Regions from separate parts of the Mus musculus genome. Here region 2 is linked to region 1. A link is a contact called in public Hi-C data. All regions are on one chromosome and are shown on one strand. The core of a region is the stretch at or near the end of the contact, and the rest is flanking DNA. Distances in the headings are between cores, read along the strand shown.

Evidence for each region. Hi-C and Micro-C count contacts between places; a contact is called where the count stands out from the background.
Region 2: a Hi-C map of myocytes shows a contact between it and region 1, with 3 times the contacts expected there. The contact joins the enhancer-like site here to the promoter of Olfm1 in region 1. A contact is called at or near these places in 10 of 484 Hi-C or Micro-C datasets (the N1E-115 cell line, cerebellum, cerebral cortex and 6 more), 5 of 115 datasets of contacts at active chromatin or transcription factors (bone marrow-derived macrophages and embryonic stem cells) and 2 of 9 other capture datasets (liver and pancreatic islet).

The regions. Positions count from the first base shown.
Region 1 is chr2:28,203,693-28,207,543 of GRCm38.p6, reverse strand. Olfm1 (olfactomedin 1) reads right to left here and starts at 1,855. Exons shown (of 6, transcript NM_019498.2): 1 at 1,445-1,855. The coding sequence starts at 1,594.
Region 2 is chr2:28,242,731-28,246,581 of GRCm38.p6, reverse strand. No RefSeq gene overlaps it. Among named protein-coding and RNA genes, the nearest start is that of Olfm1, 39 kb to the right of the region's middle. Within about 2 kb of position 1,656, at least 71 of the 459 cell types and tissues checked have an H3K27ac peak or open chromatin away from gene starts, as enhancers often do. A contact at or near this core is called in the N1E-115 cell line, bone marrow-derived macrophages, embryonic fibroblasts and 2 more, where this site is marked.

The DNA.
Region 1 (3,851 bases), core at 606-3,105:
AAGGACCCAGAACTGAGTGGCTGGATTCACCTTGCAGGCCTTCTATACCACCCATGACCCTGACCTTCAGATACACAGCAGGGGCAGAAGCCACCAAGGCTCCTGCATACACACCACCATGACCCCTGCCCTCCAGCCACTGCAGCCTACCCAGTCTCCAAGCCCTTCCCTGGCATCCTGCACTTCCCTGCTATTTTTAGATAAGGATGGGAAGAAGGCAGAGAAGCAGGTAGTGCTATACTTCATTTCATTCATCCAGCTTAGGACACAAGCATCCAAAATCCTTATCAGGGAAACTCATGGTGATATTTTTGTTTGGCTTTTTTTTTTTTTTTTTTTTTTTTGAGACAGAGTCTCATTACGCAGCTCTGAATGTCAGGGAACTCACTCTGTAGACCAGGCTGGCCTCAAACTCACAGAGACCCACCTGCCTCTGGGATTTAAGGAGTGGGACACCACTCCCAGTACCAGGGCACTAGGAAAACTCTTTTTAAAACAACAGGAGAGGCAGACCCTACAAGAGTGATAGATGGTGGTGGTGGTGGTGGTGGGTCACACCACCCAGCTCTTGGGATCAAACTGGAGGAGAATGGTCCCTCACCTGTCCTTTCCACTGAGAAGGTTATGCCAGGGTCCCTTTCCAGTGGCCCCTGACTTAAGGGTGGTCTCTGCTCAGCCTGCTCCATCTATCATGGAAGTCAGCCTTATCCAGACCCTCCACCCAACCCCCAGCCATAGCTCCCCATCCGCAGGCTGCCGATGACATGGAGATTCGATTTCCGTGTCAGAGGCCAGTAGAGAGGGGTGGGTGAAGACAGATCGGCAGCTGGGTCCCGCCCAGCTCCTCTCAACCTCCTCCAGAGTGCACGCTGAGATCTTCCAACCGAGATGAGACCGGAAGGGTCCCTTGGGATTTGGGGGGCTCAGGTGAGATCACAAGCTCTGGTCTTTTGCCTTGGGCCCCACTCTGCACTGGTCCAGTCCGTCTTTTACAAAGTAGGGCGAGCTGAGTCCTGGCTGGACCTAGCCCACAAAGGGTTTTAAGCAGCACCTCCACCCCTTACTTGCTGAGTGACCTTGGCTAAGTCCCCAAGTCCCTAGCTTCAGTTTCCTAAGCTTTGCAAAGAAAGATTTTCTAATATTAGTGAACGAGGACTCTGGACTTTGAACCCCTCCCACCATCACCAAAGCAGGTGTCCTCAAGCCCCTCCGGGGGACTGGGAGCAAAAAGCATCGCCCCGAAACGCCAGAGTGCGAGTGGCGGCCGCAGCTGAAGGCACTGCTTGGCTGCAGGGCAGAGGGTGGGCTCGTGACCCCGGCCCTTGTAACCCTCCCTCCCAGGGTGACCCCATCCTGTGCCGCACCGCCGGGCCAGCCCGGGGCTCGACCCGAGAGGAGGCAGGAGGGAGGAGGGGCCGCGAGGGCTCAAGGCGGGCGCACTTACGCCGGTGCTGCGGTCCAGCGTCCCGCCGCTGGCGGCCGAAAGCCGGGTGGTATTGAGGCCCACCAGCGAGGGCAGCGTCTGGGACATCCAGTTGGTGATCATGGCCATGGTGCTTAGCACGACCCCGATCTTCAGCAGCGGCACCGACATCGCGCCTCGAGTGGCCTCCTGCGCCCGCGCCGCGCCGGCGCCGGCTCCCGCGCCCCGGGCAGCCTCAGGCGGCGGGCACCACGGCGGGCAGGGGCGCCCGGCCGCGTCCCCGCGCCCCCTCTGCCCGCCGCCGCCCGCCGGTCTCTGCCTCCCTGTGCGCACTGGCCATCGCCGCGCCGCCCCGGCGCCGGGAGGTGACCAGGCGGCCCTGCCCGGCGCGCGCTGCCTGCCCGCGCTGCCCGCCGCTGCAGCGTCCCCGCGCGCTCCGCTCTCGAGAAGGGCCACCGGGTTCTGAGCGCGGCGCGGGCTGTGCGCGGGGGCCGCGGCCGGGGGGCGGGGACAAGGCCGGGCGGCGGCCGACGCAATCTGCCCAGGAAATGGGTGGATTTTTCCTCCGAGCTCCGGCTCCGCGACGCCCCCTGGCTGCAGGCAGCGAGGTCTGCAAACCGGTCGGCCGAAGAGTTAGGGTCACCCAGGAGGACGGATAAAACGCCGCCACAAATCGTAAAAAAAAAATATAAAACCTCAAGAATCTCGCATGGCACCCATCCACAGAACACCCCCTCGCCCAGCTCTCTCGGTCACCCTCACGGTTTTGTCTCGCCCAGGCCCGGCCTGCTTGTGGTCAAGGGTCTCCTCCCCTGCTGCTGGGCTTGCCTTCCCTGGTGGACTAAGTCCAGTCAGTTTGGGGTGTCTCCTGAGCCCCAGCAGGAAAGAGTAGCTTGGGTGGAGTCTCCAGTGTCAGCGCAGGAGTAAAGAGGTAGCTACAAAGTGAGAGACACTGCTGGGAACCTTGGACAACTACCTCAGAAGGAGGGGACAGTTGGAAGTCCTAGCGGGGGAACACCCTGGGCTTGTGGGAGCAGGTTTAAACAGAGAGGGACTGGAGGGGGGCGGTATGCCTGCTGTGCACAGTAGAGGATGAAGGAGAGAGAGTGTGCCAACCTACCGTCAGGAGCTGCTGGAAGCATAGGGCTCAGGAGGAACTAGAGGGGCCACACCCATGATTGTGGGGTATGGTACATGCACGGGGGGCGGGGAGGGGCGGGGTTAGAGTATCTGGCGTCTATGCTGTAGGCTTAGATGGACAGGGGTCCCTCGCAGGGACCCAGATCAGGGCCAGGCAAGCTTCAGCAGTATCTGTGCCAAGACTTGTAAGTCTCAGCAAAACAGAACAGCCGGCAAACACAACTTCATAGTGCTTTTGACTTTGAAGCAAGCCCTCTAAGCTGAGGAAAGCCAGTTTCTGCAGGCATTCCTCCAAGTTGTTCCAGTCCCGGGCAGGGAAAGCCAGCCTATTCGCAGCCCCCTACCCCTGCGCTCTTTCCCACCTGGTCAATTATAGACCAGGAAGAGATGTCAGAACAAAGGCAGGCCTCCTGGGGTCTGCCAAGAGGGATATGACATCTTCCGGGGGCTTGTCTCTCTGTGTTCAGTCCTCATTTGCAGAGAAAACGTCAACAGCCAAGATGACCCTGGCCCGAGTGCTGGGCGTGAGCCCTGCTGGCTCAAGAAGTCAATTGGAGTTGTTTCTCTGGTTAATGCATGGCATTCATTGGTGCCTCCAGTTTGGGTCAGATGCCAGCGAATTACAACTGTTAGGGAAGGGCGCCATCTCTCCGTGAAATCTGGTACTGCAGTCCAGTCACACCCAGTGGTCCTGCTGGATGCAGCAGCCGGAGATGCAAGGCTCTCTGCCCTACATCCTCTGCCAGGCATTTTCTGAACAGAATCAGGGCCGTGGCTGTGTCTACTCACTTGCTTCCTACTACACAAAGGTAAGGAGCGCTTAATGTTTATCAACAATTTCAAATCCAGCCCAGTACAGTCCTCAAAGTTCTCAAGGCGTCTCAGGAGTCATACCTTTTATTGAATTCCTACTTAGTGCAAGATACACAGTGCAACATGCTCTAAGCTCTGTGTCAGATGCAGCATAGAGACCATAACTGTCTTTGTTAGGCACACTCCATGGCCAAGCACCATTAAACCTTTCCTGCTCTCTAATGGGCAGAAGTCCCTCCCAGAGGTCAAGTGACCTTGGGGTCAAGGGGAGCTCTGCTATGAACTTGTATGAGACAGTGACCTAGCTAATGAGCTTTATTGAGACTCAGCTCTCTCATTTTTAAAATGGGCTTGACGATAGTAGCTTTCTCCTGTGATGTGTTAAGAGCGTAGGAATAAGACTGGCCTGCTCTGGTGACAGTCATTGTCACCTTTTCAAATGATAAATATGGGTTCAGCCAGCAACCTGTGCAAG
Region 2 (3,851 bases), core at 407-2,906, 39 kb before region 1:
AGGGGTGAAGGACAGAGGCAACTGTCCATCTCTCCTCATCGTCCCCAGGCACAGAAACCCTGAGTTCTGGTGGCTTGGCCACTAGCCTATAGATTCTCAAGCCTCCCTTGCAGTAATGGGTGGGCAGGTGACTGGCATTAGCCAGTGGGACACGCATGATGTCATACTTGCCCTTGGGAGCCACACCCAAAAGCCAGCTAGTTAGTAGCCTATATCCAGTTTTGACCTGTGCTGTGACCTGCTGCTTGGAGCTGGCATGTGATAACTGAGTGCCAGCTGCTTTCCTGGCCACAGGATGGCAGACACAGGGCAGCAGACCCAGGGTGGCAGACTGGATGCTGCAAGCTCTGAGCCTGGGAGCTGAGATGGAGGCCATGCCTGGAGTGCACACAGAATTCTTTCACGGAAAGTCTGTGACTATAACCTGGCACTGGAGAGCTGAAGGGAGAGCAGCCTGGGCAAAGGCATGTCACTTAGGGCTGGGCATGGATGGCACGAGGAGACCTGGGTGAGAGGGATATAGGGTGGTGGCAGACTGGTCTGTCACCCATGTGCTCTGACACCCTTCTCTTCCTTGAACACCCATCCGTAGGGACGAGCTTCATGATGGCTTTTGCTTCTGACTGCCGTGTTCACATTAAGTCTGAGAATGAGGCTCCCAGAAGGGAGTGTGAAGCCTTCTGTTGAACATGATTTGATGGTTCACACCTGTAGCGGAGCACGCAGGAGACCCAGGATTCTGGCCTAGCCTGACTCTGTCCCTGAGGGGACAGCAAGTGGGAGCATTATGAGAGGGGGACCATCTTCCTGACAGACCCTCCCAGACTCACATTAAAAGTTAGTGTGTCCCTGGTGGCCCTCCGAGGCAATGGAAAAAGTCTATCAGCGAAGACGTTGTGTATGAGGCTGGCTGTGGTGGGCACAGCGAGTCCATGGTACCTCAGCCCTCCTCTCACACTTCTGACTGAGGTGCTTCGTCTCAGGCGTGGGGGGCAACCCAAGCCTGCCAAAGGAAGTGCTGAGCAGAGGAGGACATGAGGGAAGTGTTTAGGAGTCAGGGGCCCTACACACTCGCGTGAAGAAGAGGTCTGGAAGGATTTATTATTCTCAGAGCCTCCAGGGGTCCTGTGCTGGAAGAGGACGGAGGACCCTGCCTGGCATACAAGCTGAAGAGAGAAGCCCACTACCCTGCCTCCAGCTGTGCTACTTGTCTGAATGTGACACTTAGGATCGAGACTTGGGCTCCTTAGGGGCTGGGATGGGCCTGACCCACCCTTATGCTGATCCTGCCAAGGGTCGGTCCCAGAATAGGTGTTATTTGGCAGTGTGTTTAAAGTCAAGCGCTTTAGCCTTGCTCAGTAGTGGCTCAGACCTTGACTTTCCTTGCCTGCCTGTCCTACATTCTTGAACTCACTTCCTCTGTTGTCAAGGCCACTCCACAGCTTCAGGATTTGAGGCAGGAGTCTGGGAAGGAGCCCTGGACAGGGATGGCTACCAAACTGGGCTACAGATGGCAGAGCAACCACCTCTTGGGCTTTGCCATTTCCTCTGAGGCTTGCTGGGCCTCTTCTGGTCCTCTGGAATGTGAGGGGTGCCCTATGGGCCCTAGATTCCCCAGGATAGCTCTGTGGACCAGGTTCTGTCCACGTGCTCCTCTGACTCACTGTCTCTGAGCTCTGGGAGCATCTCGGAGTTTTTTTCCACTGCCGCCTCCTCTTCTTGGTAACTTAATTAGCTCTCTGTTTCCCAAACAGGGGAAGCGTGACTCAGCACTATCACGCCATCTATATTTGTCCCTTGCCCCCATGCCAGGTGCCTGGTGGCCTAATCCTTGGAGAAATTAGATCATGAGGTTAGGGAGGGATTTGAAGGTGTCCTGGCCACAACCAGGATGCTCTACTTGGCTCCCAAAATGTCTGTCACGGAAACCCTGTAGCCTCTCCCTCACCCATCCCTCCTCCTGACTCCAGTAGGAACCTCTATCTAAACAGCTGGTGGAAGTTTAAAAAACAAAGTGGCCATCACTCTATCATCCCCCTTGGGCACCAGTGCCAAAAGGCTCTGTTTCCAGCTGAGTGTCAAGGGCAACTGTCTCTCTTTCCTCCCACAATCTTTAGCAAAGAGCTGCTGAGGCCCTGTGGCCACACTTTGCATCTCCATGGCCTGGGCCTGAGTGATGTTTCCCTCATCTCTTCTGTTTATCATTTCTGTCCTCCGAGTGCCAGGCCTGGCTGCACCTCCTCCCCACCCCCCAACCCCCACCCCCACCCCCTTTGAGGATGTGGTGTGCTCACTGAGGGATGCCCAGAAGGGCCCTGGGAACCCTGCTTGCATCCCAGCTGGGCCTTGCTGAGCTCCTAGATTCAGCAGGGAAGCAAAATGCATCAGAACAGCAGCAGGTAGTATCTTGGGTGACCAGGTAACAGGTTGTTAAAGGGACAGATCTCTCTCTCTCTCTCTCTCTCTCTCTCTCTCTCTCTGAAGCCCTTGGCATTAAGCACACACATAGTCCCTTCACCTGGAGGCAAAATTGCTCCAAGTTGCTCTTTGGGAGGAGCCTAATGCAGGTGTCTGAGCTGGTGGCTAAGCCTTGTTCTCCTAGAGTGGGATGGGGGTGAGGGTGAGGTGCTGCACCCAGGCAGGGACCTCAGCCTAGTTGTGGTTGACAGGATCACTATAGTGCCGTGGTTCATGCGAGACACTTTGTCGGAAGCCCAAGGTAGGGCAATATGTTTACTCCGAGTCAGGAACCATGCCTTCCTCCTGTGTAGCTCAGGTCCATCCTGCCTCTCTCTAAATCCCTCTGTCCTAAAGGTCAGAACAGATGCCTCCTTCTCCCTCCCTCTCTTCTCTGCTTCTGTTCACCTGTCAGTTTAATCCTCTCCTCTTACCATGACCACATTAGCCAAGGCTCCCTGGCACGGAGCATCCACCCCCACCCCATAGATTCCAGGGCAGCGGAATCGTTTCTTTTCAGCATCCCCACCGTCTTAGCTTTGAATTCCTATACTTCACGCATGCTGCCGCCGCCAAGGTTCACGTGGAACCAGCATGCTGAGCCCGCTCTCAGACGTCCTCTTGGCGGGACGGTGAACTCTGGAGATCGTCTCCCTCAGGTTCAGGGCTTTGCCTGGTGTCTCATCTCTGCCATACTTTGGTCAAAGAAGAGCCCCAAGAGCCTTTATTGCCGCTCACCTGGCTGAGGCGCTGGGTCCTTTATTTCTGCGCACCTGTACTAGAGGGCTGAAGGACAGTGCTATCATCCCTGGCTGCAAAGCGTAATTATCGATGTAGAATAAATGACGTGTTAACATAGCCAACTACCTGCTGCCTCTCCTGTGTCATTAGCAACCAAACGACACGGCCAGATGCTCCTAAATGGGCTACTGAGGCGGTGATAGAGGACCCACCAGACTGGGGCCCATCAGAGGTCGGGGCTGTTCAACCCTGCTTGCTTCTCACCTGCAGCTACACCCCCACTCTCCCCTTTACTGCCTCCTGTCTGAAGGGCAGCCTTGATTCAGAGGTGAGGCAGCCCCTGACGCTGCCTATCAGGGCAGCCTGGCCTTCCGGAGGTTCAGCCTGTGACCCTCAGTCCACCCAGAGTCTAGCATCCCTGGGTGAAAAAGCGTTCCCTGGAAGTCTAAAAGCGGAGATGGAAGACTATGGGAGCATCCAGCAGCTGGTCAGGATGTAACTGCCCCACACGGGCACGCAAATACTGGCTCATATGGTGGAACACAATCTTCACTCTCTGGACAGAAATGAGGCTAATGGTATTACGGTGGCTTAATGAGACTCACCTAGCCAATGTCCACTCATGAAAGGATTAAGAGAGCCTGCTGAAGATG